7 separate regions of the Mus musculus genome follow, and regions 1, 2, 3, 5, 6 and 7 are each linked to region 4. The links are chromatin contacts, called in public HiChIP or PLAC-seq and promoter capture Hi-C maps. All regions are on one chromosome and are shown on one strand. The core of a region is the stretch at or near the end of the contact, and the rest is flanking DNA. Distances in the headings are between cores, read along the strand shown. Region 1 overlaps Rxra (retinoid X receptor alpha). Region 2 holds the start of Wdr5 (WD repeat domain 5). Region 3 overlaps Rxra (retinoid X receptor alpha). Region 4 holds the start of Ppp1r26 (protein phosphatase 1, regulatory subunit 26). Region 5 overlaps Rxra (retinoid X receptor alpha). Region 6 holds the start of Rxra (retinoid X receptor alpha). Region 7 holds the start of Brd3 (bromodomain containing 3).

What was found. Promoter capture Hi-C pulls out the DNA fragments that hold promoters and counts their contacts. HiChIP or PLAC-seq counts read pairs in DNA pulled down with a chosen protein or histone mark. Capture Hi-C pulls out chosen DNA fragments and counts their contacts.
Region 1: an H3K4me3 HiChIP or PLAC-seq map of forebrain shows a contact between it and region 4, with 6 times the contacts expected there. The contact joins the enhancer-like site here to the promoter of Ppp1r26 in region 4. A contact is called at or near these places in 6 of 39 promoter capture datasets (the 3T3-L1 cell line, the C10 cell line, HPC-7-derived erythroid cells and 3 more), 1 of 484 Hi-C or Micro-C datasets (bone marrow-derived macrophages), 11 of 115 datasets of contacts at active chromatin or transcription factors (embryonic basal ganglia, embryonic forebrain, embryonic hindbrain and 7 more) and 3 of 9 other capture datasets (embryonic stem cells, liver and pancreatic islet).
Region 2: a contact with region 4 is called in a promoter capture Hi-C map of embryonic stem cells, with 2.8 times the contacts expected there. The contact joins the promoter of Wdr5 here to the promoter of Ppp1r26 in region 4. A contact is called at or near these places in 8 of 39 promoter capture datasets (the C10 cell line, embryonic stem cells, frontonasal cranial neural crest and 3 more), 6 of 115 datasets of contacts at active chromatin or transcription factors (bone marrow-derived macrophages, embryonic forebrain, embryonic stem cells and 2 more) and 1 of 9 other capture datasets (embryonic stem cells).
Region 3: an HNF4G HiChIP or PLAC-seq map of pancreatic cancer cells shows a contact between it and region 4. The contact joins the enhancer-like site here to the promoter of Ppp1r26 in region 4. A contact is called at or near these places in 2 of 39 promoter capture datasets (embryonic stem cells and hippocampal neurons), 2 of 484 Hi-C or Micro-C datasets (the AML12 cell line and cortical neurons), 1 of 115 datasets of contacts at active chromatin or transcription factors (pancreatic cancer cells) and 2 of 9 other capture datasets (adipose tissue and liver).
Region 5: a promoter capture Hi-C map of embryonic stem cells shows a contact between it and region 4, with 2.8 times the contacts expected there. The contact joins the enhancer-like site here to the promoter of Ppp1r26 in region 4. A contact is called at or near these places in 1 of 39 promoter capture datasets (embryonic stem cells), 7 of 115 datasets of contacts at active chromatin or transcription factors (VIP interneurons, embryonic basal ganglia, embryonic forebrain and 3 more) and 2 of 9 other capture datasets (embryonic stem cells and pancreatic islet).
Region 6: a promoter capture Hi-C map of pancreatic islet shows a contact between it and region 4. The contact joins the promoter of Rxra here to the promoter of Ppp1r26 in region 4. A contact is called at or near these places in 3 of 39 promoter capture datasets (embryonic stem cells, hematopoietic stem and progenitor cells and pre-B cells), 3 of 484 Hi-C or Micro-C datasets (the AML12 cell line, cortical neurons and embryonic stem cells), 3 of 115 datasets of contacts at active chromatin or transcription factors (embryonic hindbrain, forebrain and pancreatic cancer cells) and 3 of 9 other capture datasets (adipose tissue, liver and pancreatic islet).
Region 7: a contact with region 4 is called in an H3K27ac HiChIP or PLAC-seq map of embryonic stem cells, with 8 times the contacts expected there. The contact joins the promoter of Brd3 here to the promoter of Ppp1r26 in region 4. A contact is called at or near these places in 1 of 39 promoter capture datasets (embryonic stem cells), 4 of 115 datasets of contacts at active chromatin or transcription factors (embryonic forebrain, embryonic hindbrain, embryonic stem cells and 1 more) and 1 of 9 other capture datasets (embryonic stem cells).

Annotation. Positions count from the first base shown.
Region 1 is chr2:27,756,587-27,760,612 of GRCm38.p6, forward strand. It overlaps Rxra (retinoid X receptor alpha), which reads left to right. Exons shown (of 10, transcript NM_011305.3): 9 at 1,175-1,280; 10 at 2,955-4,026. The coding sequence ends at 3,102. Among named protein-coding and RNA genes, the nearest start is that of Gm39777, 80 kb to the right of the region's middle. Within about 2 kb of position 2,000, at least 193 of the 459 cell types and tissues checked have an H3K27ac peak or open chromatin away from gene starts, as enhancers often do. A contact at or near this core is called in bone marrow-derived macrophages, embryonic limb bud, forebrain and 3 more, where this site is marked.
Region 2 is chr2:27,513,529-27,517,657 of GRCm38.p6, forward strand. Wdr5 (WD repeat domain 5) reads left to right here and starts at 1,619. Exons shown (of 14, transcript NM_080848.2): 1 at 1,619-1,752.
Region 3 is chr2:27,696,745-27,700,992 of GRCm38.p6, forward strand. The region is part of intron 1 of Rxra (retinoid X receptor alpha); the gene reads left to right. Among named protein-coding and RNA genes, the nearest start is that of Rxra, 22 kb to the left of the region's middle. Within about 2 kb of position 2,992, at least 118 of the 459 cell types and tissues checked have an H3K27ac peak or open chromatin away from gene starts, as enhancers often do. A contact at or near this core is called in adipose tissue, hippocampal neurons and pancreatic cancer cells, where this site is marked.
Region 4 is chr2:28,444,628-28,448,910 of GRCm38.p6, forward strand. It overlaps Ppp1r26 (protein phosphatase 1, regulatory subunit 26), which reads left to right and starts at 2,219. Exons shown (of 4, transcript NM_001005420.2): 1 at 2,219-2,269; 2 at 3,258-3,355; 3 at 4,065-4,281.
Region 5 is chr2:27,738,883-27,742,713 of GRCm38.p6, forward strand. Rxra (retinoid X receptor alpha) reads left to right here. Exons shown (of 10, transcript NM_011305.3): 3 at 2,171-2,321; 4 at 2,882-3,061. Among named protein-coding and RNA genes, the nearest start is that of Rxra, 64 kb to the left of the region's middle. Within about 2 kb of position 1,544, at least 214 of the 459 cell types and tissues checked have an H3K27ac peak or open chromatin away from gene starts, as enhancers often do. A contact at or near this core is called in VIP interneurons, embryonic basal ganglia, embryonic stem cells and 3 more, where this site is marked.
Region 6 is chr2:27,674,662-27,678,475 of GRCm38.p6, forward strand. Rxra (retinoid X receptor alpha) reads left to right here and starts at 2,540. Exons shown (of 10, transcript NM_011305.3): 1 at 2,540-2,799. The coding sequence starts at 2,772.
Region 7 is chr2:27,474,298-27,478,290 of GRCm38.p6, forward strand. It overlaps Brd3 (bromodomain containing 3), which reads right to left and starts at 1,376. Exons shown (of 12, transcript NM_001113573.1): 1 at 1,280-1,376.

The DNA of each region.
Region 1 (4,026 bases), core at 750-3,249, 690 kb before region 4:
GTGTCCTGAGGGTAGCTAACTTGTCTCAGGCCTTGGCTTCAAGGATATTTGGGGACAGGGCAGAGCAGCCTCTTGAGGACAGCAAATCTTTTTGGTAGCTCTGGAGCTGCAGTGTTCAGGGCCTCCAAGCTGTTGCTGTCACAGAGGCCGAGACTGTCTTCTGTGTGGGAGGCTGTGGTGTGAAGAGTGGCCCAGGCCTGTGCTCACAGCACTGGGTTGGTGGCAGATGCCACTGGTGGCCAGTCCACATGGTGATGGGAGCACACAACTGAGAGCGTGGAATTCTTCCTGGGGAGAAATTCAGGGATTCAAGAGATGGCTGTGGGCTTGTGGGTGGCTCTGACTAGGCTCCAGGAAGCCGCGGAGGCTGGAGCACTCGCTGCCGCAGGGTATGCATGGGCTTCTGTATTTGAAAGTCCATCCTTGTCTGCCAGGGGAGGGGTTGAATATGGGTTGGAAGCTTGGCTGACGGGGCTCACCAGCCCTGCACATGGTGAGTAGAAAATATGGGGGGACAGGGATATAGGCTTCTACCCCAGATAGCTCATTCCTGAGCCAACCTGATAGTTTCTCAGGTTAGGTCTGAGTGGTCTGGCTGGAGGCATGGTGAACCAGGGAGGCCTCAGCTGGGGCTCCGAGGGATAGGGAGGGACTGTCAGGGACTAGATCAGTTGAAGGTGTCTTGTGTATTCTAAAGAGCTCCCAGACCCCAAAGTGCCCTCAGCATTCTTACTGGTACACTGTGCCCTGATGGTGTTAATGACTATGGCTGTGGTTTTTCTCTAGCCTGTATTGTGGCCAGTGTTTAGGCGCTGAGGAGGGGTCTCCTGGCTCATGGTATGGGGAGATCCTCAGGGAAGGGCTTACAGCTTTCTTCCTGTCATTGGGACCAGGCCCAAGGGCAGTGAGAGGATTGGTTATCTCTCATGACCACCTGGAGAAAGATGGGGAAACTAAGTCCCTGAATGACAAGGTACTGGTTTAAGGTCACTTGACTTTCAAGTGGCCGAATGGAGACATAATATGACTCTAGAACACCCATCCTCCTGGTCTGGGAGCTATGGGTCTGCAGGGCAGCCATATCTAGTTGTGTAGCATGCACACTCTCTGCTATGCTTGCATGTGGATAGGAGATAGTCTGGGGGCTCTGACCTGAGGCTATTTTTCTCTACAGACTCTAAGGGGCTCTCAAACCCTGCTGAGGTGGAGGCGTTGAGGGAGAAGGTGTATGCGTCACTAGAAGCGTACTGCAAACACAAGTACCCTGAGCAGCCGGGCAGGTGAGCCCCGCCTCCATCTTGGACAGCCCCCTGCCTCTACCCTTGGGCTCAGCCACACATCTCCAAAGCCCTCTGTATGCCACAAAACAATGGTGTCCTCCTTAAACCAGCCTGGGGTGCTTTTCAGGCTTTGAGCAGGAGCTAGGCAGCCCTTGGACTCATGAGCTCTGAGGACTACCCACTTCCCCCTATACCCAGTTGAGATAATTGATCCATTTCTTAGTGCACAGTAGGTCCTTGCTATTTACGAGTATGAAGCCTTATGTTCTTCACCTGTTACGTGACCTGGAAATGCCAGCACAGCGTAGGTGCTGTACAGTTGTGCATAATACGTGGCTGAGACTGGAGAACACATTCTTTCTGCTGGCCTAAGGAAGACTGGCATCTAGTCATGTTCAGTGCTGGGTGCACAGTCTAGTGTTAGGCACACAGTAGGTGTCCAGGAGAAATGGTGTTTTCCAAGGATTCAGTTCTGCTTCTTCTTGCAGTCTCCCAGTGTGCAGGCTAGGTGTGAGTGGAATAGTGGAAGACCGGGGAGATGGGCACACTAACCAATCTCGTTGCCTGGCACACACATGGTTAACTGTCCACACTGCTGTTTAGCCCTCATCTGGTTTGGTTTAAAGTGAAACTTCCCGGAGGAGGACAGGAGGGTGGCAGCGGCTTGTTTTTCCTGGCTTCCTGCCTTAGCCCATCTCGCCAGCTCAGCAGAAAACAGCCTGTTCTCTGGCACCTCTCCAGCCTCCAAGCTACGCTTGTGCCTTTAAACTGAGGACTGCGGGGCAGCCAGCCACAAGGCTTCCTCCCTGGAAATGAAAGACATTGTTAATAATTAATGAGGCCCAGAGCCCCCTCCAGTATATAGGGAGGCCCTGAGCAGACACAGAGGTCACACGTGGGACCCCAGGTCCTGTCCCCACACCACACTGTCCTCTCTTGTCTGTCCACCTTCCATGAGTTCTCAGATTCCTTTCCCATGCCTATCGGTCTTTTGCCCAGGAAACATTCCAGGGGTAAAGGAACCCAAAGGCCTCTGCGGTCCTCTCCAGGGAGGTGCTCCTGCTGAAGCAGGGGATCTCCCAGCTCACTGCTGGCTCCACTGTCAGTCACCCCGAGTACCATGCGTGTGACTGACTACCAGTCAGGCTGCCCACAGAGCTTCCTGGTGCCTCTTCCTAGGACATGCCCCACTGCCTCTAGCGAGACAGCCGCTCTTGCAGAGGCCTCTCCGATGCACAAAACATGTTCATGCTCTTACCTGCCGAAATTTCTATCAAGGCTCCCCGTTGCCCGTGGAGCAAGCCCACACTCGTAACTGCTCTCCCAACCCCTGCCAGGCCTGTCCTGGCCGACAGTAGTCAAGCATTGGCTCTTCCTTTCATTTTAGGATCTTGATGCAACTCAGCCTGCTGCACCCCTGCCGCACCCCCACTCCACCCCTGCCACTCCTCTGCCCCTTGTGCTCTTTTGTCTCCAAGGAGCCTCCTTTCTCTAGTCCCCACTTCTTCCTGGAGCATCAGTTTAGGCAGTTTCCTCTGCAGACCAGGTTCTGGTCCCAGGCACTGGGCTTGGCTGGTCTCCGGGGAAGTTACAAGTCACCAGGTAGAGCAGGGAGCACTCCGAGGGGAGCATTCCCTGCCTCCTGGCCTGTCCTTACTCTCTCCTGTCCTGCAGGTTTGCCAAGCTGCTGCTCCGCCTGCCTGCACTGCGTTCCATCGGGCTCAAGTGCCTGGAGCACCTGTTCTTCTTCAAGCTCATCGGGGACACGCCCATCGACACCTTCCTCATGGAGATGCTGGAGGCACCACATCAAGCCACCTAGGCCCCCGCCGCCGTGTGCCGGTCCCGTGCCCTGCCTGGACACAGCTGCTCAGCTCCAGCCCTGCCCCTGCCCTTTCTGATGGCCCGTGTGGATCTTTGGGGTGCAGTGTCCTTATGGGCCCAAAAGATGCATCACCATCCTCGCCATCTTTACTCATGCTTGCCTTTGGCCCAGGGCCATAGCAGAGCTGGTGTGACACCTGGCCAGCTCCTGCCCTACATCAGGCTCTAAGGCTATGCTGCTGTCACCCCGAGGGTCGTGGGGTTCGTCATGGGGCCTTCAGCACCTGGAGCTGCAAGAGCTGGGAAAAGGGCTTGTTCTGGTTGCTGGTTGCTGTCGCTGGTTCTCGACATCCCACATGGCACCTCTGTTTGGAGTGCCCCATCTTGGCCTGTTCAGAGTCCTGGTACCCAGTTAGGGTGGGAATCCACCTGGGATCAAGAAGGAGCAGGTGGGGCAGGCCGTATCCTCCTGGGTCATAGCTAACCTATAAAGCCTCTTTCCAAAGATGCCCTGAGATATCACTCCAAGCAGGATTCTGGGACCACCTTGAGGCTGCGTGGGCTGGAGGTCCTCTGTCATGTCCCCCAGTTGACCAGTTCCTTTTTATGTCATCGTCCCTCTTCATGTCTCACCAATCCAGGGTTAGCCAACTATAGTAGCCTGGCTTTTCCCTATCACAGATCTTCCTTTCTGGTCTTCAAGATGGCACCACCAATCATCCTGGAGGGCTGCCCTGGCTCACGTAGAGTGGGGTTTCCACTTCAGTGGTCCTGTGGGACACTGGGCATCCTGAGGCTCAGGGAGGAGAGGAGGGCTGTTGTCTGGTTTTGGGGAAGGTGGCCTGAGGGACTTGGAGCTGAACCATGAAGGCATGGCAGGTGGCTGTCCTGGTGTGACTGAGTCAACAGGCTCTGTGTGGGA
Region 2 (4,129 bases), core at 369-2,868, 930 kb before region 4:
CTGTGTTTTTAAAGATATCAAAATTCTTACTACAGATCCAGTGTGAGTAAAAGTTGGAAATCTGGGGCTTCTGGGTCAGGACCCCTTATCCTTTGAGCCTTCCATGCTGGTCTTGAAGTTCTAATATTTCTGCCTCTAACTATCTAATACTTGTGCTGTTGCACTTGGTTTATGAGTGTTGGGGATTGGCTCCAGGGCTTCTTGCATGCTATGCATACACTTTACCTGGATTTTCAGCAATTCCTTTGGCTGGAATTTTGAAAAGGCCACATCTTAGGTAGAGCCGGGATGAGGATGGAGGTGGACAGGTTTGAATGTTATCTGAGAGGTGGGTGGCAGAGGATTAGGTTTGGTTTCCAGTCCGGTTAGCTAGGCAGATACGGAGATGTTATTCTTACCATCCCATGCTCCACTCCATCCAGGGCTCCTGGCATAGGTCTGTTAGACACACAGATTCGTCTGAACTGTTTCTGTGCCTTTAGCAGGAGATTCCAGGCCAATGTCAGTCTTCTCACACTCTTGTAGCTATGGCAACCACACACTCTCCATTCTCAAGCTTCAGTTGCTTAGTCCCTCCCTCTGCACAGGTTCCCCACGCGTTATATTTGATATTCCCAGACTGGAAGATGAGGCTGCACAGGTCATAGCCACCTCCAAGAGTCTAAGACCATGTGAGTTAGACAGTGAAGTGAGAGGTGCAGACCTGGCTCCAGGTTCTCCTTCTGTCCCTGTGTCCTCCTCTCTGGGTGTTTTCCCCGTTAGTGACAGGAGTAGAGGTGGTCCAACAGGAAAGAGGGCTGTCAAAACTTTGCTAACTGCAGGCCGGCCAGCCTGCTAGGGGCTGTCTTGTGAAAATGAGATAAAGCCTTTAAAATGGAGCTCCAGAGCCACACAGGAGCCAGATTGTAGTGGATGCTGTGGCTGCCTGGAATGTGAACTGCCTGAGCCTACATTCAGGTGCAACTGCATCGTTCCAGATGCATGCATAGCTGGAGGACTTGGAGCCCCTGTGTTAGGGACACTTGCCTTTCCTGTCCACATTCTTTCTTGTTTGTCTTCTAAGTCAGGTAGCTCCTCTCTTGTCAGCGTGCAGGCTTCCTTCTCTACAGTAGTGCCCTGCCTTCCCTGGACACTACTGTAGATCTCTCCCTGCAGCGGTAGCTCCTAAGACCTTTTTCGGAGTGTGTCTGTGTGGGGTGGTGGTGGTGGTACAGCGTAGCCTCCTTATGGCCCTGTAGAAGAGAGGCAAGTATGTTCAATTTGAGCTGTGGTTTGCAGCGGCAGGAAGCCCCCCGCCTTGCGGTAGGCTGGGGAGGCCGCAGGAGCTCCGGACTTCCGGACCTCGTGGACATCCACCAGTGGCACCAAGAGGTTTCCCAACAGTCCTGGGCAGGCACGGGCCAGCACAGGCAAATTGTAACTGTTAGCTTGGCTACACAGCCTAGAATAACAGGAGAGGCACCTAAGCACGTTCTCACCCATCTTTAATTCTAGAGTGCTCCAGTCTGCAGTTACCGAACACCAGTAGCGGTCAAATAGGAAGCGAGAACCACAGACGGCCCCTTTAAGGCGCTCCGCCTCCTCTAGTTTTTCTGACCCTCGTCGCCGCCCGTTGTCCCGCCCCTCGCGCACGCGCAATCCCTCCCGCCTCCCGCGCCGCTGCCGCCTAGTCCAGCAGATCGTCTGCTCTCGCGCGTAGGGCTAGCCGACGCGACGCCAGAGCGCCCGGCCCCGCCGCCGCGGCCCCGGCAGGTAAGCGAGAAACCCGGTCCCGCGGGCGCGAGGCGAGCGGCGGCCACGAGGGCCCTCGGGCTCCGGGCTCCACAGCGCCGCACGTGTTCCGAGGGCCTCGGGCCGGGCCGGACGCCGCATTTGCGGCCGCGCCCCGACCCCGCCGCCCCTTGTGGCCGCCACGGCCCGCTACTTCCACTGCGGCCCCTGCTACGCCCCTAGACCCTTAGTCCTGCGAGCTTCTCGAGACTCACACCTCAGACTGGCGTCACTGGGAGTGGAATTCTCTGTCTCATCGGGGACACCCAGCCAGCGTCGCGCAGGTTTCCTTGGCCACTTGGCGCCTCTCGTGCTGCGGGCACAACCCTCATTTGTGTCCTAGCGCAAGTTTCTACCTGACTAGGGCTGACCGGTCAAGGGTTTCTGAACATTGTCCGGGACAGCCGGGCAGTTGAGCGCACAGTGGTGTGAAGCCAAGGCTACTAGTACCTAGGTATCTAGGAGCCCAGAGAGGATGGGTTGGAGTTCTTTGTTGGGTTACCTACTGCACTCACCTGAGTGACTGAACCATTCTGTCTTCCCATACTTGTGTACTAGGGTGGAAACCAGGAGTCTACATTTGACTGGAGGGAGACTGATGGCTGCTGCCCTTCCATAGTCAGGCTCACTCTAGTGTAAAGCCCCGGCTGCGGCTGCCGGTTACCTACCTCCTTTGTGGGCAGTGGAGGCCAGCTCCAAACCACCTGCTGAGGATCCTGCTTAACCCAGCTTCCTCCCAGACCTGCCCTCCCCAAGTCCTGCTTTCCTGAGTGCTCTGTCTTGGACTCTACCCTGTGGAATTGGAAAGTGGTGGTCTCCTTTGAGCCGGTTTCAGGTTGATGCTAGCCTCACATTTAACTGCTTTGAATTCCTGAGCCTCCTGAATGCTGTGAGGCAGATTGGCTAATGTTGATATTCTTTCTTTCTTTCTTTCTTTCTTTCTTTCTTTCTTCCCCGTTTTTGTTTTTGTTTTTTGGTTGGTTGTTTGGGGCCCACATCCTTAGAGCTCTTCATCCTTAGAGCTGGAATTAAAGTGGGTGGTGCTACAACTAGTGTCTTCAGATGTTAATATTTGTCTTCCTGAAAGACCCAGCTTATTAACGATGTGATGGGCAGGGCTGGGTGGTGGTGTGCTTGTTGGCAAGGTCATCCACCTGCTGTTAGGTGAATCTCTTTATATGCTAAAAGAAGCTTAGTTCCTAGAGACTTCCCACACTGGAGATAGATCTGCCCTACACTGTTGGCCTTTCATTTCACTGGAGTAGGGAGATGAGATGCTGGTTGAAAGAGACTTTCTAGCCCTTTTCATTACTTAAGTCTCAGCTCCTGTTGCTACCTGTATGGTCCACAAAAGTGGTTGCTATGGGAACTCATGGCCATAGTTGCATTAAGAATAAGCACCAGGTCAGGCCTGGTAGTTGATTTATGCCTGTTACACCAACCATACCAAGCTTGAGACTGGTTTTTTAATACCAGTGCATAGCAAGACCCTGTCTCCAAAAAGCTAAAAGCACCAAGCAGCTGGTATTTCCTGGGCACAAGAGCTTTGTTTGTGGAGAGGCCCCTGGGACCTACCCTAGTCTGATCCTTGCACCTGGGCTTGAGCTACAGCGGATTTGACCTTGATGGAGATGGCTGCAGGTAAAACAGCTTGGCTGCACCTGTGTGGTGCATGGTGTTCCTGTTCTTTCCTCTAGGATTGAAGACTTTGAGGCATTGTTCTCTTTTGGTGTCCTTTCATCTTAGTCTTATGTGGGGGTCCATGTGAGGTTTCAGGTTTAACCTCAAAGCCAGACTTTACATTATGATTGCTCCTTACATTGATGGCTGAGGAATGTCTCAGTAGCTCTCCGTTAGAGGAGTACTAGCTCATTTCCCAGTCAGGTGGTGTGCTTTTCTGGATGCGTGCAGGTGATGGGCCCTCCTGTAAACTGCAGTAAACTGTTGCAGTTGCATACATGTTCAGGCTGAGTCTGTCCAGCTGACTGGAATAACTACTTTCCCTCAGACCTGCAGCTTATCTGCTGTTGTTTGTGCTGCTCCCCCAGAGGTTTCTTTCACATGGGGGCAGTGACTACTCTGTTTTATTCTTGGAGCGCTTTCGGTAGTACTTTGTGCACTGAGTCCCTGTGCTCTGTAAGCTCTAGGTATTGTTAAAGGCATGTTGCAGTTTATGAGGTCACAGGGAGCCACTGAGGAGGTGAGGCCACTGTGTTTCGTCAAATTATTTGGGTGTATTTTAGAATTTGGGTAAGTTCACAGACTTGTGCACAGAAAGTCTACCTCCTGTTACTTGGCCTGTTGTTTCTGTTAGAAAGCCTTTTAAATACTGTGTCAAGGGCTCTTTGAAGCAAACTCA
Region 3 (4,248 bases), core at 1,742-4,241, 750 kb before region 4:
GTGGTCTAGCCTTGGATAGCTTTGGGAAGGGACAATTTGATCTGGGTGGCAGGCTTGGCTGGGGTTGGTAGAAGAAAAACTGACATCCAAAGGGAGCTGGAGGAATAGACAGGAAGATACTGGTGTTAAGGAAGCCTGGCTGGAGGAAGAGAGCCCAGCTGGTGATCCTGGTTAGCTGTTTTGGCAAGGCCGATAGCCTGTTTCTGTGGAATAGAGTGTTTGATAGATACCTTTGGTTGCAAACCTTAGTGGTGCCAGGGAAGGTTGATGGCTCCAGATGCTTGCTAGTGCTAGTACAGAATTGCGTGTGGATTTGGGCCCATCATCTTGGGGTTGGAAGCAGGGCTGCCATGGTGTTGTGACTTCCCACGGGTTGTCCCCTGTACAGGTGACATCCAGCTTTGGGCTGGGTCCTATGGGCGCCTGCCAACTTGCCTCGAGGTGTGCATGCTCCCTTCCCTTAGAAGTGTAGCTCTACATCTCAATTCTCTGGTGCTGAGTCTGCAGTGTGATGTCCCTCAGGGAGGCTTAACAGAGGAGGAACAGAGCCTGGCTGGCTGGGGAGGTAGGCAGAGTGGATTCAGGCCACTCTTGAGTAGAAGTGGTGAGCGCTACTCATTGTGCCTTTAGTACTTCCCTCTGCTTTTGGCCTGCTGACTCCTGTCCCCATTCCTGTCCTGTTCTCCCTTCCCTGGACCCCTTACTCATTGCTTCTGCTCAGAGCTTGATCAGCTCCAGGGTCAGGGAAAGCTGGTCTACCAGATGGCTGGGCAGGCACATTGGGCCAGCAGCATTAGGCTGCATCATTTAGAGAGTGTTTGATTAACTGGCCTGTCTGGAACAGGCTGGGCAGCTGGGCAACATCAGCCCCCTCTCTATACTGGGTGTGGAAACCACAGAGGATAGAAGATCCGGCCTCAGGGAGCCCTTGGGCTGCTGCTGCACAATGATGCATCTCATGCAACATTGACTTTGCTCCCCCGTCCCCAACTCCTCAGTGGTGTCTATTGGCAACCCCTTGACCACCTTGAGCCTCAGTTTCCCCTTCTGTAAGGGCAGAATTACTCTTTATTTGGAGGTGATAGCTTAGAGTCTGATACATATGACAACATCAACCCTGGTGGTGTTTTGATGTCTATGTCCTGTTGGGACTGCCAGAGTTCTTCCTGTGGTTTCTAGTAGTGTTTTCCCCTGAGTGGACCTCGTGGTCCAGCCAGTGCCACATGGAGGACGGGTTGCAGCCTATGTGCTCCACCTGAGCTCACTAGTGAATCAGCATGGGGGTGAAGGTACCTGCTGAGTGGAGCCCCCTGGCCAGGTAACCTTTCTGGGAGCAGTCTGGCTGTGTGGTCTAGAGCCATCCATCCAACAGGACATTTTCTTGGTTGAGAGGCAGAAATGGGAGCAGATGGGAGGTAGGCTCTGCTTTCACGCCTGGCATGAAGAGATTCAACGAGAGGCTGAGGGGTTGAGCTGGGGCCCTGTCCCTGTTCCTGTTCTGGTGAGTGTCGTGGTCCTCTCTGCACTTTGGTTCTGGTGGCTATCGGAGCCAGCGTCCAGCTGGGCTGACAGTGGTTTTGGATGGACTTGGCTTGGCTGGCACTGCCAGGGCCTGCATGTTATCTGCATGTATGTGACCAGGCCCCTGAGCCTATCAGTGTAAACAGTTTTCTCTTCACTATCTCAGGGTCATTGCCTCTAAGCCCACCTTGCTGGGCTTTGTGCAGACATGTGTAGCCTTGAGGTGTAAAGGACCAGCTATGGAGAGGTGTTAGCACCGGTGGACCCTGAGCTCTCAGTACTTTGCTTGGGAAATTAGCATGCTAGAAACCTGATTGCTATAGGTAGGACTTAACATATGAAACTCAGACAGACAAGTATCAAGATGGGCCGGGAGACCTGGTGGGTGTCACTGGGGCATGTAGTCCCTCTGGGCTGAAGTCTTCTACTTGCACAGAGCAGATATTGTTGGGGAGCACGGAAAGACCTGAGCTAAGAGTGGGACGGTAGCATGGGGTATGGGACAAATATGTCGTGGTAGCTGAGCAGGCCAGTTTTGAGCTGCTACCCATGTGGGTTCTCCATCTTCCTGACCACCTGACCCCATCATCCTAACTCGGTATCTTACCAACATGGGGAGTCTGGAGAGGGCAGTGATCCATGCCTCAGGGAAACGCAATCCTTTTGTGGCCCCTGAATATTTCATCAGCAGATTAAAAATTGAAGCTATGCAGTCCCTCTCTCCTCTGGGAGGGTGGGGGAGGGGCTTGCACTCTGTCTCAGGCGGGTTTGCGTATTTTTCTTGGTAATGGAGCCGTGTCAATTAGAAAATGACATTGCTGTTTAAAATGTCGTTCTGGGGCCCTCTTTAATTAAGGCCAAGATGGAATAACCAATCTGTTGCCGTGAATGAAATTTTAAACATCAGAATGAGAGGTGGTGACGTGGAATGGGTTTTGTCACAGAGTGGGTGCAAAGCCATGGGTGATGGATGGAGGCTGTGGCCTGGTGCAGGCTGCACTAGTTGTGTGTGTGTGTGTGTGTGTGTGTGTGTGTGTGTGTGTGTCTGCCTGTCTGCCTGTCTGTAAGGAAGAGTGTTGTTGAGACTGATACTAATAAGTCCAGTGGGGAGGGCAAACTGGCTCTGGCTCTTAGGAGCTTAAATTTGATAGGTGTGTGGAAAACCCTGGGGGACGGTGTGTAGGGGGTGGCAGAGAAGGCCAGGGAGGGATTAGTCTCTAGGTAGCTTTTTAGAATCTGAAGGATAAGATTGGGAAAGGGCTGCATTGGGGCCCTGGGTGCCTGTAAGGCACTGTGATGGGAGGGTCATAGGTTTTAATTTAACTCTCGTGAGCAGGGGCTCCACTCCAGGCCCCCAGATGGCGGCACAGGACCTGGCTGGATTGCCTTGTCTTCCTTGCCTAGCCCCTGTCCAGCAGCAGGCAGAGTGGCCACTTGCCAAGGCAGCAGGCCGTGTGAGGGGAAGTGTCTGGGCCTCCCGGCCTCCTGCTGCTCTGTGCTCAGAGCTGGCCAATGCTTGTTTTGCTTTGGCGGGGCCAAGCTCACCCTGGCTGCATCCTGCAGCTCCCAGGACGTGGGCTTGACTCTGGAGTCAGCTTCCCTGGTGATACAGTAAGCAGCTGCCAGGACTGACAGAGAGGGAGAGTGTGAGGGCTAGGCCCCACAGCATACAATGTGGCTTTGGCTTTGTGGCTGCCGGCTGGCCCTGTTTGTACCCATACTCCTGTGTGGTCAGCTGGGAACTCGGAAGCCTGCCTCCCTTCGGGGACATGAAGGACTCTCATCCCTTCTCTGGGTTGGATCAGCCAGCTTTGCAGACCTTGGCTCTTCCTTCCACCTTGCTTGGCAGGAGGAGGTCCGTCCCTCAGTCGTACTTTCCCCTTGGGGACACTCAGCCCTTCTCCTGAGGCCTGCTCTGAATGGCGGGCCAATGGCTCCTGGAGTACAGGTGGAGGACAAGCAGCTTAGATCTTCTATGTGTCTGGAGAGTTGGGGCACAGGGTTCTCATGTGACTGGGAGAGGTGGCTGGGGTTTCTGGCCTGAAGAAAAAGACAGTATTTAAGTTTTATGAGAACAGACACAGCATTGAACAGCGTGGCTGGGGAGGATATGTGTTGATCTTCTTAAATAGATGTGAAGGGCTGCTGGGTCCTGCTCAGCAATCTTCCCAAAGTAGAATTTGAATTTCTGATGGTTTTTGATTGTGTGAGTCCTCTGGGCAAGTGAGGTGGAGAGAGGAGACTCTGGTGGCTTGGGCTGTGTGTGCATGTGTGTGCTGCATCACTGTGTATGGCAAACTGCCTCGTGTGGCCCAGTCACAAGTGCTCCTCACTCCAACCCTTAGTTGCTTCTAAGAGGTGCTTGGTACCCCTGTGTCCATGTGGGCCACTCAGAACATTCTCAATGTGGTAGTCTGTGCATAGCTCCCTTTCTTGAGGTAGGGAAGATGATACTAAGACTCGTTTGTACCGTTTACTCTCCTCCAGGATAGGAGGACTAAAATGTTTCAGCATAGGGCTACCAGGCATCTGGCATGGGGGTGGAGTTGGGGGCCCAGTGGTGCCTTTGAGATGTGGTTCATTGTTGGGTCTGAGGCTACACCTATGTGGGATCCAGGAGACTCAAGACAGCTCAGAACACCTATATAAGTCTCCCTGGGAACAATTATGGAAAATGACCTGGAGATGCTGTGAATTGGGGCTGGGGCATGTGAGGGGTGCTGCTGT
Region 4 (4,283 bases), core at 969-3,468:
GGAACTGAACTTGGATCCTCTGAAAGAGCAGTAAGTGCTCTTAACAGCTAAGCCATCTCTCCAGACCTGTTTTTTCCCACTTCAAAGTTGTCCAACTCATGTATTCTGCCACAGCAAAGAAAGACTGACTAACAACACATCATGGGCAAAGCTATTGTGGGCGGGCTTATGCAAGCCCAGCTGTCAATCACCTGACAAATTAAACTACAGAAAAACAGAAAAATTGTGCATAGCAAACCAACAGATAAAAACAGTAACCCTTGGCTGTGGGTGAAACCCAGTGGTAGAGCTCTGGCCCAGCATATGAGAGGCCCTGGGTTCAATCCCTGGTACCACAGAGGAAGAAAAAGAAGGGAGGATGAGGAGAAAGAATAACTCCAAAGTCAAAAGATTATAATCCTTGTAATGTCAGCCCTCCAGAGGCTGAGGCAGGAGAATTGCAAGTTCAAGGCTACCGACCAAGCATGGAAGGGGTGGAGGAAGAGAGAGAGGGACAGGGAGATGGTGAGACTGCTGCAGACTCAGTGGTACGGCAGCTCTACAAGCTGGCAGGAAGTGGGAAATATCTGCTTACCCTGAAGGCAGTGAGGTAGATCCCTGTGGTGACAAAATGAGAGGCTCTTAGGTTTGACTGCTTGGTCCCTGATTGGTGGACCTGTTTTTGGGGAGGGCTAGGGGGTGTGGTCTTAGTGAAGGTGAGTCACTGGGCATGGGCTTTGAGGTTTCAAAGGTTTCAATTTGCTTTCTCTGTGTCAGGCTTGTGGGTCAAGATGTAAGCTCTCGGCTATCGCTCCAGCACCATGCCTGCCTGTCTGCTGCCATGCTCCCTGCCATGGTGGAATGAACTCACCCTTTGAAACCGTAAGCTTAATAAACTCTTTCTTCTATAAGTTGCCTTGGTCATGGTGTCTCTTCACAGCAGTAGAAAATAACCAAACAGTCCTCATCTCTGAAGGGCACCTGCCAAGTGTCAGCACCTCGCATCTCTCCCAAGCAGACTACTGTCTTCTAGGCATTAGACCAGGAGACATACACAGAGTGGCTTCAGGGACACCCAAAGGTGTTTCTCACAACACTAAAAGCATTCCAAAATAGGCCTACAGCTACATCTTGGTGATGGTATTATTGGTTGTGTAATTCTCTCTAAATGTTCATAATATTACTTCATAGTGACAAAAACTCAGGCCAGGTGTGATGGCACTTGCCTTTAATCCCAACACTCTGAAGACAGAGGCGAGTGGATCTGTGTAAGTTTGAGGTCAGGCTCATTTATATAACAAGTCTCTAGGGGTTTCTCCTGTCAGATCCCTGGCACTCTCTAATCATTTCCTCTGCCTTATCAGACAGGGTGAGTGCCTAGGGCCGGGGGTGAGCCTGGCTTGTTCCCTGACATGATCAATACAGAATCTCCAGACATGTCTAAAAAGTAAAAGAAAACTAGGGAGATTTCCGACATCACATACAGTGTGCCACAGAGCCAAGAAATTCCACTGTATAATCCTGACCGCGTTGGCGGAAGCTAGTCCTATCCCACCTGTTCCTAAGACCACTGGTGTGAATGTGGAGCAAGGTCACCCTGCATGACTCCTGTTGCTTAGTTCTCCTCAGCCTCAGGGTTCCTATCTTTAAGCACACTCTAAGATCTGGCTAAAGTGGGGAGAGGGGGCATTGTGCATAGACATATAGAAGCGTTCTACAATGTAAAGGGACTTGGGTAGCCCAGAAGGCCCCGCGGTGTCCAGAGCAGGCAAACTAAGCACAATCTTGAGCTGGGTGCAAACTGCAGGCAAGGAAGCACACCTTTGCTGTGTTTGAGGATAGGAAGGGCAACTGTGAGCAGATGCCAGGCACGCGGGGGCCACTGGATCTGGACCAAAAAGAAGGTATGTGCGAGGGTCCGGCCGCCCTCCTTCTCTTCACGGCCACGCCTCTCGCCGTGGCCAACTTGCCGACGCGCGCGACCTCCTGAACCCCTGGGCTGCGCACGCTCTCGGCGCCCGGAGCTGCGCCAGGCCCCGGGTGGGAGGACAAGGAGGGTCCCCGCGCAGGCTCCGAGTCCCGCGGGCGCCGCGGCCGTTTCCAAGCTGCCCCATGCGCTCCTCCCGCGCGCCGTGCGTGTCCGAGCGCGGGCGCTCGCAGTGCAGGTGGGCGCGCTCTCGCGGGCGGGGGTCCGGCCGGGCCGCGCGCCTCCCCCGGAACTCGGCCGTGCCATTCCCATGATGCCCAGCCACCGGGCACGGCTTCCGGAGCGCGGTCGCCGCCGCCGCGGGTAGGTGGCGGGAGAGACGGCCCGGGGTGGGGGGTGGGGGTCGCCCCGCCCCTCGCCGCGCCGGCCCCGCCCTCCTTTCCCGCGCTCCCACGGCGCGCCGGGCCCCTGAGTCCCCGCGGGACTCCGCGGTGGCTGCGGGCGCCCGACCGAGGGAGGGCGGGGCGGGAGTGTCCGTGCTTCCCCGCTCTCCGGGCCCGGCGCCTCCCGGGACGCGGGGCGCAGGGCGGGCAGCTGGGCTGGCTTCGTGGTGCAGGCCGCGGCGTGCAGGGTCCGGATCGGGTTGGTGGCTGAGGCTGGTGTTATCACGGGAGAGGGTCCCGGCCCCCGGGAGGCGCCTCTCGCGGATGCCTGGCGCTTGTTGCGCCCTGCGTTCCTCGAGAGCCAGCGGGCGCCGGGCGGGCCCAGGTGTGGCTCAGGTGAGGGGCGGGCTCCCGGTCACTGAGGCCGGCCTGGCCTTCAAGGCTGCCTTCTCGACCTGCCACGAACAGCTTCGAGACTCCCGGATTCCCTAAGCCTGGGATCCCAGAAAATTACTCGGGGGGGATGGATGGATGGGGGCACAGACCAGCCGGAGGCCCTGCCACTGACTGGAGAAGGGTTGGCATTAACCTGCTGAAGACCAGACTGCGGCTCCCTCTCAGACAGTGAGAAGAGCAGTCAGTACTCAGGCAGCAGGGGGATCTGTCTCCCCTTGCTTCCAGCACTGTGCACAGGGATTGGCAGTCACAACAATTTTTCTGGGGGCCGAATCTTGTCAGCACCTCTGGCTCCTAAGGACCAAATCTTACCCACACCCACTTTAAGTTGGAGTACAGGGCCCTCTACATCATAAGTTAAGTGCAGAGTCCATGCTGGGGGGGGGGGGGCAGAGAGGGGTGATGATTGTACCCACAACCACCCTGGAAACCTGATTCCCAGAGCCTCCAGTTTAAAGCCCCAATTCTGGCTTCAGCTCACATTTCTAACTGTGAAGTTCATGGTTCTCCAGAGTGACAGCTCCCAAGATTGACCAGGTAGCTGGACCAACAACCATTAAGACTGTCAGAGGAGCTCAGTTCTGGGTCCATCGTTATAAGCTGTGAGCAGGTGAGTGGAAATAAACTGATTTATTCCCTCGGCTCTGCACCTGCTGTCATGTTAAGATATTAATGTTACTCACCCCATCCCACCCTGCCCTGCCCCAACGGGGAAAGCACTTTTTGTTGTGTTTACTTTGGTGGGTTGAGACAGCATCAAGTAGCCCAGATACTGTCTTTGAACTAGATAAGGAACCAGTACTAGCCTTGAACTCCTGATCCTCTGGCCTTCACCTGAGATTAAGGCATGCATACCCCACCACACCCTACTCGATTCAGACCCTTCACAGTTAAGCCCTGCAAATGTTACGTGATTTCTATAGTATTGCAGTTTGAACACCACCTACAGCAAAGAAGCGGTAGGTCCTCCAGCCAGTGAAAGCAGTTACTCTTCCCTTTAGTTCCCACTGCCTTGTGCCTGTGGGGAGTCTCAGGAAAGCAAAGTGATTGTTGAGGATGGCCAGGATGTGAGCTCGGGTAGCTGGTAGAGGAAAGCACCCTCCATCCTGCGGCTCTCACTAGAGGGGAGGCAAATCAGCCACAGTTAGTGTAGTTGGTGTCAGGGCAAGTTTTTCCTCAACTTGTCAAGCCTTTCTTTACATTAAGGACATATCATAACAGAAAAAATATTTATAAGCCATGATCAGTTTCTAAATTAGATGTTACTGATGATAATCCTGGTAGTAAATGCTGGTTTATTTATTTGTTTATTTATTTAGACAGTTTGGTCTCACTAGAGACCCCTGGCTAAGCCAGGAACTCACTATGCATAGACCAGGCTATCCTGGTGCTTGGACTAAAAGTGTACACCACCATGTCCAGCCCTCACACGGCCGACTTTAAAAGCTGGTAGAAGATGCTTTGAAGTGCAAGCCGAGCAGTGAAGACCTCACCTGGAAGCCTTGCAGAGCATCAGCCTACACCTGAGACTTACAAGT
Region 5 (3,831 bases), core at 294-2,793, 710 kb before region 4:
AGCTCTGGAAGCCATGAGTAGTGAGGGTAAATGAAGAGCTGATCTCCATAGTTCCCTGGCTTCAGTGTTGACCCCTCTTGGCTCTCGGCTCCATGAGGTTCCTTGCTATGTCAGGCCACAGCCACCCGGTGCCCAAGCCATTGATGTGGCTCATGTGTTTTGGGGGCTCTACTAAGACAGGGCCCAGTGGGATGCTCCCCACTACTTCCCAGACCCCACTGTCTGTCTGTCCATGCTGGCTTCCCTGGGTAATTTACAACTGGGAAGCATTTCTGACTGCCCAGATGTAGAGAGCAAGGCATCAAGGCCTCTGATTGTCCTGATTTACGGGGAGGATCTCGCACTGTGGGAACTGCAGTGACTTTGTAAGCGTGTGTTTCATGATGGCTATAGCCAGGCAGATGGGGAACGGGGCTGTGGGGAGCGTGCAGTGCATGAGAGCAGGTCTGCTCTGGATAGCTCATCTGAGTGGGCTTGGGAGGACAGGGTGAGGTAGGAGTGGAAGACAGGGTGCCTGAGAGATAGGTGGGGACCCAGGTGCAGTAGTGATGGGGTGGAACTGAAATAAATGCTAAGGATATGAAAGGGGAAATGGGATGGCCCCCACCCAGGGAGTCTTCGGGCTCCAGCGAGGGCTGCCCAGTCCTGGGTCTCCTGAAAGATGGGTCAGAAGTACCCAGGACGATGGGGCTGTGGTTCGTGGGGGATGCTGAGGAAGGAAAGAATAGAAACTGTCCTGGTCCGTCAGCTCAAATCTGGGAAGGGCAAAGAAATCGTCTTCCAAGTCACGGGTTCCCACGTTGCCTACTGTGGAGCTCTCGGGGCCAGGGTGGGGGTGGGGGCCGGCTCGGTGCTACAGATCAACCTCTGCTCTGCCCTGACATCAGGTTTCACGGGCCCCAAGCTGTTTATTCTGCCCAGAGCCAAGACCTCCAGAAACCTGCAGGGTTAGGCTTCCCATACAGTGAGTGGAGTGGAGGGATGTACAGTCTTGCCAGCAAAAGCCGGCTGTCTCCCTGCCGCCCGTCTCCCTGCCGCCCCAGGATTCCTACATAGGGCCTTCAGCCAGTGAACACCACAGGGACTGCTGCTCTCTTCTGCAGTGAGATGGCCTGCCTGCCGCTAAGACCTTCCACGTCCTGACAACCCCCTCTGACACACTCAGAGTTGGTTCTCTGTGTGGATCTCCAGGCTCCCCAGCAGCCCCCCTAAAGCTAACCGGGATGAGGTATCCTTGCTGAACCTCACAGTCTGTGTCACAGTGCCGGCCAGCTAGGGCTGCAGAATCTGCTCTTTTCCTGCCCCGTGAGAAAGGGGTGGGGGATGGGGCAGGAGGCCCTGAGGAAGGCGGGGAGGTTCCCCTTGCAGGGGGGCAGCAGGGGCTATACAAGGCCAGTGCGGACTGTACAGCTGGCTTTCTGCCGTTGTCAGGGGTTTTCAGAAGTGGGGGGACTACCCAGCCGGGCTCTGACGCCCTGGCAGATAGGCAGGCTGAGGGAAGCGCCTCTGGGCCCTGTGCTTACTGCAGAGCTAGGCTGGAGGCTGCGGAACCAAAACTGCTGTGTCATTGCGACGCTGCAGCTGTTGCCTGGGTGACAGGGTGAGTTTCCCACGCTTGCCCCTGGCGGCCAGCGGGCAGGGAGAGGCGAGGGGTGTGCTGAGGCCAAGATAGCCACATGGGCCCTATGGCTTGATGTCTGGGGTGTCCACTTGCTTTCCTCTCCTGTTCTGCCCCCAGATACCACTGTCATGCAGGGTGGTGGGGATATGTGTGACTCTGGAGGAGTCCAGCCTGATTGCAGCCCTGAACCTGGGCCTCTTGTCCTCACCCGGGTGGTGGGGGAGTGCCGAGTGCCCGGGCTCTCATGTGTCCAGGGCCCATGGCACATTGTTAAATGGCAGCTGTAGCTCCTTGGTGGGTGGTGGGGAGTAAGTGAGCCTCTTGTATGGTGCCGAGAGTGCTGGGATCACTGAGATGTAAGGACTTTGGTACCCTGCAGTGGCCTGGCTCTCATGAGGGGGTACTCTGAGGATGGTCCTGTTAGCTTGTAGCTGTTCTGGCCTGAGTGAGGCTCTGTAGAGGGGAGTTTTTCCTTGTAGGAGACCCCGCTCTCATTAGTGCCCATCCCCAGCCTGCCAGGGCTAACCTACCCCACTCCTCCTCTTGCAGCTCAATTCACCCATGAACCCTGTGAGCAGCACTGAGGATATCAAGCCGCCACTAGGCCTCAATGGCGTCCTCAAGGTTCCTGCCCATCCCTCAGGAAATATGGCCTCCTTCACCAAGCACATCTGTGCTATCTGTGGGGACCGCTCCTCAGGTAGGAATGCCTGGTGGGCAGGGGCACAATACCTGGGCACAGCTCACTGAGTCTCCCTAGCTTTTTCCATTGGGTTGGGTACAGAGAAGCAAGAGCCCAGGGTAGCCCCTTGTGCCTGATAGAATAAGGGGTGGGTTGGGAGCTCCAGGGGTCTCATTTTGTCCTCAAGTGAGGTGGACATTAGGATGGGAAGGGTGGTCTAGAGGTATGCCAAGAGAAGATGTAGGCATGGATGGCTGAGGTGCAGTGTCTGCTGGCCTCCACTCTGGGCCAAGCCTGAGCCGAGAATAGTGCCCATCCTCTTCCAGGGCACAATAGCTCAGGCACAGAGAGCACAAGACCACCATTGTTGGGGATGCTGTGCTCAGGGCTGCTGACCCATAGCGCCAATCTGTAGTAGCGGTGGACCTGTTCTCTGATGAACAGGGAGGATCAGAGTCCAGCCTGAGCCCAGACAAGGACTCTAAAACCTGGATACAGAGCCCTGGTCTGCAGCATGACACGTGGGTGAGAGAGGGCCTTGTCATTAAGTTCACCCATCCTCTACCCCCACCCTGCAGGCAAACACTATGGGGTATACAGTTGTGAGGGCTGCAAGGGCTTCTTCAAGAGGACAGTACGCAAAGACCTGACCTACACCTGCCGAGACAACAAGGACTGCCTGATCGACAAGAGACAGCGGAACCGGTGTCAGTACTGCCGCTACCAGAAGTGCCTGGCCATGGGCATGAAGCGGGAAGGTAGGCTTTGAACACCCTCCTGCCTGGCATGCTCTTCTCATCAGGGGGCCTCCATTGTCCCTTCCTCAGCATTCTTTATGTGGGGGGCATTTGCATACAGAGTCCAGGCCTGCAGTTTGCAGTTTGCCAGACTCTGGTAGAGCCTGGCAGGTTTCTCTGTGTGCCTCCTGCTCAGCAGAGCCCCTGGCCTATGCTGTTAAGACAGCTGTCTGGATAGCTTGCCTTCACGCCAGCCCTTCCCCAACCAGACTCTCCCTGTTCTGCTGTGTGGCTAGGTTTTAGGATTTTAGAACAGACAAGATAGACCAGGTCTGTCCCACTGGCAGCATGGCTCCTAGGACAAGACTCTTGAGGTATGGCTGGGGTGAGCCAGCAGTGTTGGAGACAGATGAGGCTTGGAGAGCAAGCACCGGGCCAGAAGCACAGCAGAGGAGGCTGGAAGCAGAAGTGGGGGCGAGGAAGGTGGGAAGAGAGGCTTGGTACCTACATGATCTCTGCCTGCCTAGGGAGGAGATGGCAAGGGAGGCTCATGAGATAAGGTACATTTGGGTTGGAGTGGGGGAAGGGGCCCCTAGAGACCACCAAGTATCTCCCAGAGCCTGCTGAATTCAGGTGAGGGTCATCTTGGGCTTCCCTTCTTCTCAAGGCCACTTGCAGTTTCATCCCTGGCAGGGTTACCTGTTAGCCTACAGGTCCTCTGAGGAGCAGGATTCTGAGCCTGTTTTATCAGCAAGATGTATATGTATGAGGTCGGGAGGCTAGGTGACAAG
Region 6 (3,814 bases), core at 1,290-3,789, 770 kb before region 4:
TCCCACCCCCAGGTCACTTCATGCCAGTCCTTCTACCTGGGTGTGTCATCCTGACTCAAAGGGACAAACATGTCCTTTCTTCATGGCACAGCTCAAGGACCAGCCATGAGGAAGTCACCAGAGTCCATGGCTGCCTGGGCCTTGCCTCCCTGTCCCTGTTGATGGTGCTTTAGCTCGGCCTGCACTGCTTTATCCTGATCCAAGGCTTCTGCAGTCATAATTAGCCACTCTTGCCTATGAGTCTTCCCTATCTTGTGACAAAATATCTACTTTCTGGCAAGCCTCATCCTGGCTGAACAGTCTCTATATTGCCTGGTTAGTCATTTCAAAGACCCAGTATGGAGGATGGGATTGTCTGCACTTTCCAGGTCAGGGAACTGAGGGCAAGAGCAGAGTGGCCTGGCTTGGCCACCAAAGAGTTGCAAGGCAGAGCTGGGGTGTGCCCTTGCCCTGCCCATCTTAACCACACCTTCTGTGAGAACCCAGGGTCAAGTCTTCAATAGAGCCTGCTGATATTTGTTGGTAGAACGAATGGCCCACAATACTGGGGGACAGAGATCATTGAAGTTTCTCTATCCACCCCCACAGACCTTTCCTGATCCTTTCTGTTCTGAAACTTAGCGTGAGCAGGCTGTCTGCAGCCCAGATTTCACTGGCCAGGGTAGAAAGTTGGTACTTTATTGTTGGTCACCACGTGTTGCCCTGGCGAGGATGGCCCAGGAGTTTGAAGAACAGGTCTTAGCTCTCTACTGTGATAACACGTCCCTAAGGTAAAGCTTATAGTCTCTTTCTGCTCTCTGGCCTTGCTGTTGACACAGGGAGTTAGTTCTACCCCCTCACAGCCTGCCATAAGAGTCTCAAAATGGCCCTGTCAAGGAAGGAATCTGGGGGTTTTCTCCCTGGCCAGTGGGTCCAATGGAGCTGTGCTACCTGATGCAGGCACTACCAGAAGCACCCCAAGTTGTGTGCCACACTAAGGGAACTCCCAGGTGATGACCTGGGAAAGGAGGCCTGGTTTGTAGTGCAACCCAAGGCATTAGCAACCCCATTTTGTTTCCCAGCCCACATAGGAGGACCAGACATGGCCTTTCTCTAAGACAGGTCTATAGCTTTTCTGGTAGGCTGCTAAAAGACATCTTTAAGATAGAGTCCCACAACTATTGCTTTTTTTGTTGTTTTTGTTTTTTGTTTTTTTTCTGAGACAGGGTTTCTCTGTATAGCCCTGGCTGTCCTGGAACTCACTTTGTAGACCAGCTGACCTCAAACTCAGAAATCCGCCTGCCTCTGCCTCCCGAGTGCTGATATTAAAGGCGTGTGCCACCAAGTTCGGCCAACTATTGCTTTTTACAGAGAAAAAGTGCAGTCCTGGAGGACGGTGGTAGTGGGCCCACGCAGAGCTTTCTTTTTTGTCTTGAGGGGAGGTGTTCTCTTTGGGCAGCACCTACTCTGTGCAGCCTGTGGACTTTGGTAAACCCCTCTGCCAGGGCCTCCACGCTGGATTTTGGTCTGGCAGGCACCAGCTGGGAGTGGAGGGAGGCGGGACTGCCGGTTGCCTGGCTTGGCGCAGGGGGAACTCTGCGCTTAGGGAGGCTGGCTTGGCTCCGCTCAGGTAGCTCACACCCAAATCCGAATTCCAGCTGCCCAAGTCGGCGGGCGGGTTGCGGAGGAGGCCCAGGCTCTCCCTGGGTAGGAGTGCTTCCTTTCGTTTTTAAACAAACAAATCATGAATTTAAGTCAGGGCAGAGAGCTAACCAAGGTATAAAAATAGCCTGGGGCCACGGGTGATGTCCGAAGCCGGCAGTAGCGCCCTTCAAGCCCCGCGCCTCTGAGGAGGGTGAGAGCCGTCGTGTTAACGTGGGTACCCCGAGCAGCACCCCAGCCCCCCTCTGCCTGTCTGGCCTGCGGTCAGACACCAGGGTCCTTTTTGGGCCTCTCGCGTGTTAGGTGAAGGGGACTGGGACGTCCAAAGGGCAGCATCTCCCTGCCCAGCTGCTTGCCTCTGGCTCACGGCCCTTCACCGGCCTCAGTTTCCCCATGTGTCCACCGGGATGCGCAGGGCCTCGGCTCTTCTGCAGGGAGCCTTGCAGGACCAGGGTCCTCGCGCGGCCACGGCCGGCCTCTTTGTGTGTCCGCGCAGACAATGGCCCGGCCGCGGGGCTCTCCTCCCGGCCCGGCTCTCCTCCTCCTCCTCCACCACCACCGCGGGCCGCCGGGTTTTTGGGCAGCCGGGAAGGGAAGGCTGCTTTACCCCACCGCCCCGCCCTCCTCCCACGCCGCCGCCCCACGGCTCCTGGGAACCCTTGGCAGATGCAAACTTGCAAGTTTGCAGGGCGCTCACAACTCGGGGCCGGGCTGCGAGCGCGGGGTGGCCGTGGTGGTGGCGGCGGCGGCGGCAGCGGCGGGCGGGGCGCGCACCGGTTGCGGGCGGGGCGAGTGGCGGCGACGGCGCTGCGCCGAGTCCGCGCCCGTCGCGGGCCCCCCGCCGCTCCCCCCCCACCCCCCCGCCCCGCTGCAGGCCGGGCCGGAGCGGGTCGCGGGCGCGCGGCGGAGGCGCGGGCGGCGGGTGCGCGCGCGGGGCGCGCGCAGGCACAAGTAGTTTACATTGTTGGGCGACTTTTGCAACAACTCGCCGCGCCGCGGCCTCCGCGCGCCGCCGCCGCCGCTGCCGCCGCCGGCTCCCCGCCGCCCGGGCCCCGGGCGGGCCGCGCCGGGGGCCGCCGCGCTGCCGCCCTGCTGCTCCGCCGCCGGCTGGGCATGAGTTAGTCGCAGACATGGACACCAAACATTTCCTGCCGCTCGGTGAGTGCTGGCCGCGGCGGCGCGGGCGAGGGAGGGGGCCGGGGCTGGCGGGGCGGGGGCGCGTGCGCAGCGCGCGCTGGGGGTCCGGCCGGGCCCATTGGCCCCGAGCCGTGGCGGTACCGAGAGTTAGCGCGCCGGGCCCGGGGAGGCGAGTGGGCACAGGGCAACTTTTCCCGGGCCCAGGCGCGCGGCGGGAGAGGGCGAGGACGCCGGGCCTCTGACTTGCCGAGGAGCGGGAGTGGGCGGCGGGCTGGCGCGAGCGCAGGTTCGCTCGGGACGTGGAGAGGGACCCTCACGCTGCGCCTCGCGCTTCCGCGGACCCCCGGGGCGCCCAGCTCTAGCTATCCGGGAACCGAGCCACGCCGGAGGAGCAACTTCTGAGCTCGCTGGAGGGCTCCGGGCCTCCCTGGCATTGGGATGGGGACGACGCGCTGGGCTCCGGGAGGCCACTGCTCTTCCCGGCTCGTCGGGCTGTGGCTTGGAGAAGGCCGCTGGCCCCTGGCTGTCTCTTTGCCCAGGATAGAGTCTGCGATCTTGCCGTTCCCCGACAGCAGACCAAACCTAGGTGGGCACGGTCACTCTGGGTCTCTGATTAAACCCAGGACTGGGGCCCCACACTCTGGCACCCCTAGTTTTCAGTATTTAGGGGAGACAACCCATCGGCAGAAGGATCATTTTCTTGTCCTGCAACCCTCCCGCCAGCAGCACCCAGCCCCAAACAGCCTGCCAACTCCCGGAGTAGAACCAAGCAGGGTCAGAGCCCCCCACTCATTACTCTCCCTGGGGTTTGGGAGCCAGAGGGAAGCAGGGTAGGGAGACTTATAAATGAGCTCCGGGAAAGATATTAATTTGGTGGTGAGGACAGCAGCCAGGCTGTCAGGCTGGTGAAGAATTTGTGCTGATTGGAAATCAGGACAGCAGATTATGGACGAAGCTCCACGATGATCATTGCCTCTTTGCCTCCCACCCCCTATGAGGTTTGGGATGCATTTTGGCTACCCTGAGGGGTGATCAG
Region 7 (3,993 bases), core at 126-2,625, 970 kb before region 4:
AAAGTGCAAAACAAAAGGGGGGGGGGATGGACGACACAACAACCAGCTTGTCCTCATGGGTTAAGGGGGACAGGACCTGAGCCCTTCAATTCCTTCACTCATTTCTCTTCCTGCACCCAGTCCCATGTTAGCCACTGAAGAACACAAGAATGACCTCAGAGACACAAACTTATACAGTTAAGAAGTTTAAGGTAGAGAAACAACAGCTGTGCACTTATTTCTGGCAGAAAGCTCTTAATCAAAATTGCAAAGGGCAGAGCCTTAAAATTGAGCCCTAAAGTATGAACTCACAAAAGGTATGCCCCGGCTCCCAGTGAGCCCCCTTCCCGCTCCTTACCGCCCCCCCCCCGCCGCCCCAGGGCAAGAAGACTGTTTATGGCTTCCTCGTTAGCCCTGCCCCCGTCGCAGCAACTGGTGGAGAGAACTTCCCCAAGCCGCCAGGATTTTTCACCGGGAATCCTCAAGAACCTTACATACGAGAGGCTTTGGGGTGCGCATTCCTCACCCAACTAGCTTGCGTGTTATACACGAAGTAAGAAAAAGACGTGCACCCCACCCCTTCCACCTCAATCCGAATCGACCTCGCCCGGATTAAGTACTCGTTTAGGCTGATTTCAAAACATGAACTGGGTTTCCTCCTGGCCTGGCTGCAATAATCCAGTAACTCGTAAGCGCGCAAAGTCGTCTCCCGGGCCATAACTCTGCAAATGCAGCCGCCGCCCCCCAAGCCACGCCGCGGCTGCCCCACTTGCAAGGCTCCAGCGGTGTCCAGGCCCAGCCTGGCCTGCCCTGCGACGATCCGCCCTAAGTGGCGCCGGAGCGACCCTGGGCACACCGCGCGCACCTTCCCGCGCCGCGCATCCTCCAGGCAGTCCCCTTCGGAAGATGGCGGGCAGAGGAAAAGGGGAAAGGAAAAAAAAATCCCTTCCGTGAGGGAGGGCTGGCGCAGAGAGCGCGGGCTGTGCCAAGTCCAGGCTGGGCGCTCCGACCAAGGCGACGCCTCCCAGTCCGGCCCGAGGCGACCGGCAAGCCGCGGGCGCACAGCGCAAGGCGGAGGGCAGCGGAGCCCGCGCAGTCGCTGCGACCCCGGGCAGGCGGCCGCCCCGCTTTGTTGCATCGCGGCCGCGCACAAAGGCGGCGGCCCCGGGCTCCGGGCTTCGAGACGCGCGGGAGGCCTGCACCATGCGTTCCGGGCCGTGTTCTCTCAGCCAAGTCCGCCGCCGCCACCGCCACCGCCGCCGCCGCCCAGAGTGTACAAGGAAACGAGAAAAAGGCGTACTTGGCCTAGGCGGCTCCAGCGCCGTCTGCTCCCGGCCCGCGCGGCCGGCTCCTCTTTGGCTCGCCGGCCCCGGCAGCATAATAGACGCGCCGGAGCTGTACAGGGCTCATGCGCTACGCCGCGGCGCCTGGCGGGAGTCGTAGTCCGCGCCCGGGCTCGCGCCAGGGCCGCCCAGGGGAGGCCGAGGCGCACGGACTACATGTCCCGGCCCCGCCGGCGCCACGCCGTGCCCCGCCCCGCGCGCCCCCGGCCGCCCGCCCGGCCGCCCTGGCCGCCAGCGGGCCCGGCCTAGGGGCGCGTGGGGGCGGGGCTGGGAGGTTGCCCGCCAGGACCCGAGGCGACGCTGGAACCTTGGCCCGCCCGCGCGCCTTCACTTTAGCGTTCTCAGCCACACGCAGGGAATAAGAACTGGTGGGCGGATTTCCAGAAGCCTAGGAAAACGTGGGAAAGGCGGGAACGCAGTTAGCACCCTGGGGTCACTACCCGGGTACCCCGAGGCCTCCCTCAAACCCCGAATGCTCACAAGCAGGGAGGCGCGCACCGGCCCCAGCCCATGTTTGTAAACAAACCGCGCGCCTAATTAGCCTGGCGAGGGCGCGCGCAGGGCGGTCCTTGCCAGGGAGGAGTCGCGATCAATCCCGCCCCAAAATCCTGGGGCGGGTTGAAGACCTGGGGACTCCGTAAGAGACCTGGCTGGTGGTGCCGGAAAAAGGCGGATTCTCCAAAGCTAGACACCAGTAAGGGATGCTTCAGGCTGTGCCAGCCAACTTTCCCTCTCTGGAGTCTCAGTGTGTCCCCATGTGCCTATGGAAAGACAGGAATGAGATTAAGTCCCGCCCTTTTTCTGCGTTTTGAAAGGGTTAGGACGGGGTCACACTTCAGATCTTGGTTTTGGTGAAAATTACAATGGTGCCTACGTTAGTCAGTTTTTATCCAGTTGTAATTTAAGGTGGGTGTGTGATAGACCCCAACAAAAACGTTACAAACAAAACAAGTTTTTCCATCAGTGCCCGCTGAACCTGCCTGCCAATGCAGGGTTCCAATTCTGCTGTGAGCTGGACCTATTCCAAGATCCTGGTGTCACTGAGTTTATTTCTGGCTGAGCGGGCACTTTGCTGCATGCAAGAAATGCACAGGTGGTTATGGTATTAAATACCAGACACACACACACACACACACACACACACACACGTACACACACACATACACACACATACACAACGAATATGTTCTGTACCTGAAAATGAAAAAGGCTCAAGAAGGCAAAGTGACATCCTTGGTCTCAGAGGTCCCAAGCTCCAAGCCCAGGGTCCTTGGAAGAGATTTGAGGACAAGCTGGAGCCTCTCCAGGCTCTTCTTGTCTCCTCTTTGGTCTACAGCATGGGTGCTTCTCACACCCTGGGGCGAGGTGGCCACTGCAAGGAAGCCCTGCTGTTTAGTCGCAGACTGAACACAGGGTAGGAGAGCAAGACCTGGGAGGCTCTAAGTTAGAGTCCTTAAACTCTTGAACCCAGGCTCCCCAGCAAAGCCATGACTGGGAGCTTGCAGAACTGCAGTCACCTTGCAGGTTCTATTATCATTCCTGCCATCTGGGTCTCACCTTTCTGGACACACTGAGCACTCTGGCTACTAGGACAAGGGACTTGCCAGTTAACTTTTTAAACAAAACCCAGAAAACTCTGTGTGTGTGTGTGAGTGTGTGTGTAACTATGTATGTGTGTGTGTAACTATGTACATGTGTGTAACTATGTGTTTGTAACAGTGTGTGTAACTGTGTGTGTGACTGTGCATGTGTGCGTAACTGTGTATGTGTGTAACTATGTGTGTGTAACTGTGTATGTGTATATAACTGTGTGTGTAACAGTGTATGTGTGTGTAACTGTAACTGTGTATAACTGTGTACATGTGCGTAACTATGTGTGTGTAACTGTGTGTAATTAGGTGTGTGTATAACTGTGTATGTGTATGTAACTGTGTGTGTAACTGTGTATTGTGTAACTGTGTGTGTAACAGTGTATGTGTGTGTAACTATGTATAACTATGTGTGTAACTGTGTATGTGTGTGTAACAGTGCATGTGTGTGTAACAGTGTATGTGTGTGTAACTATGTATAACTGTGTGTGTGTGTAACTGTGTATGTGTATGTAACTGTATGTGTACCTGTGTATGTAACTTTGTGTGTCTAACTGTATGTGTGTAACTGTATGTGTGTCTAACTATGTGTGTAACTGTATGTGTGTGTGTGTAACTGTGTATGTGTGTGTGTACATGTGGCACAGAGCACATGTGGAAATTAGAGGACAGTGTGAGAGCCAGCACTCCCCTTCTACCACATAAGACTCGAACTGGAATCACCAGGCTCAGACACAAGTTCCTCAACTGCCTGAGGCATCTCTCACAGGCTTAGTGACTCACCAGTTTAAAAGACCCCTTGGGGCTGAAGAGGTGGCAGTGTACTTAGGAGACCCTATTGCTCTTGCAGAGGATCTGGGTTCCATTCCCAGTACCAACCCTCTTGTGAAGTCCATGGGTACCAGGTATGCACACAGCATTATTACATAAACAACTGGTAAAAGTAGAGCACCCACATAATGTGAAGTCAGTCTTTCAAATATATTTTTAAAGATTCTATCATATACCTTCCAAGCCCCCACCCAAAAAGATCTGCACCCAGGCTTGATCTTGTAGGGCAATGGGCATGTGCCAGGCTTCCT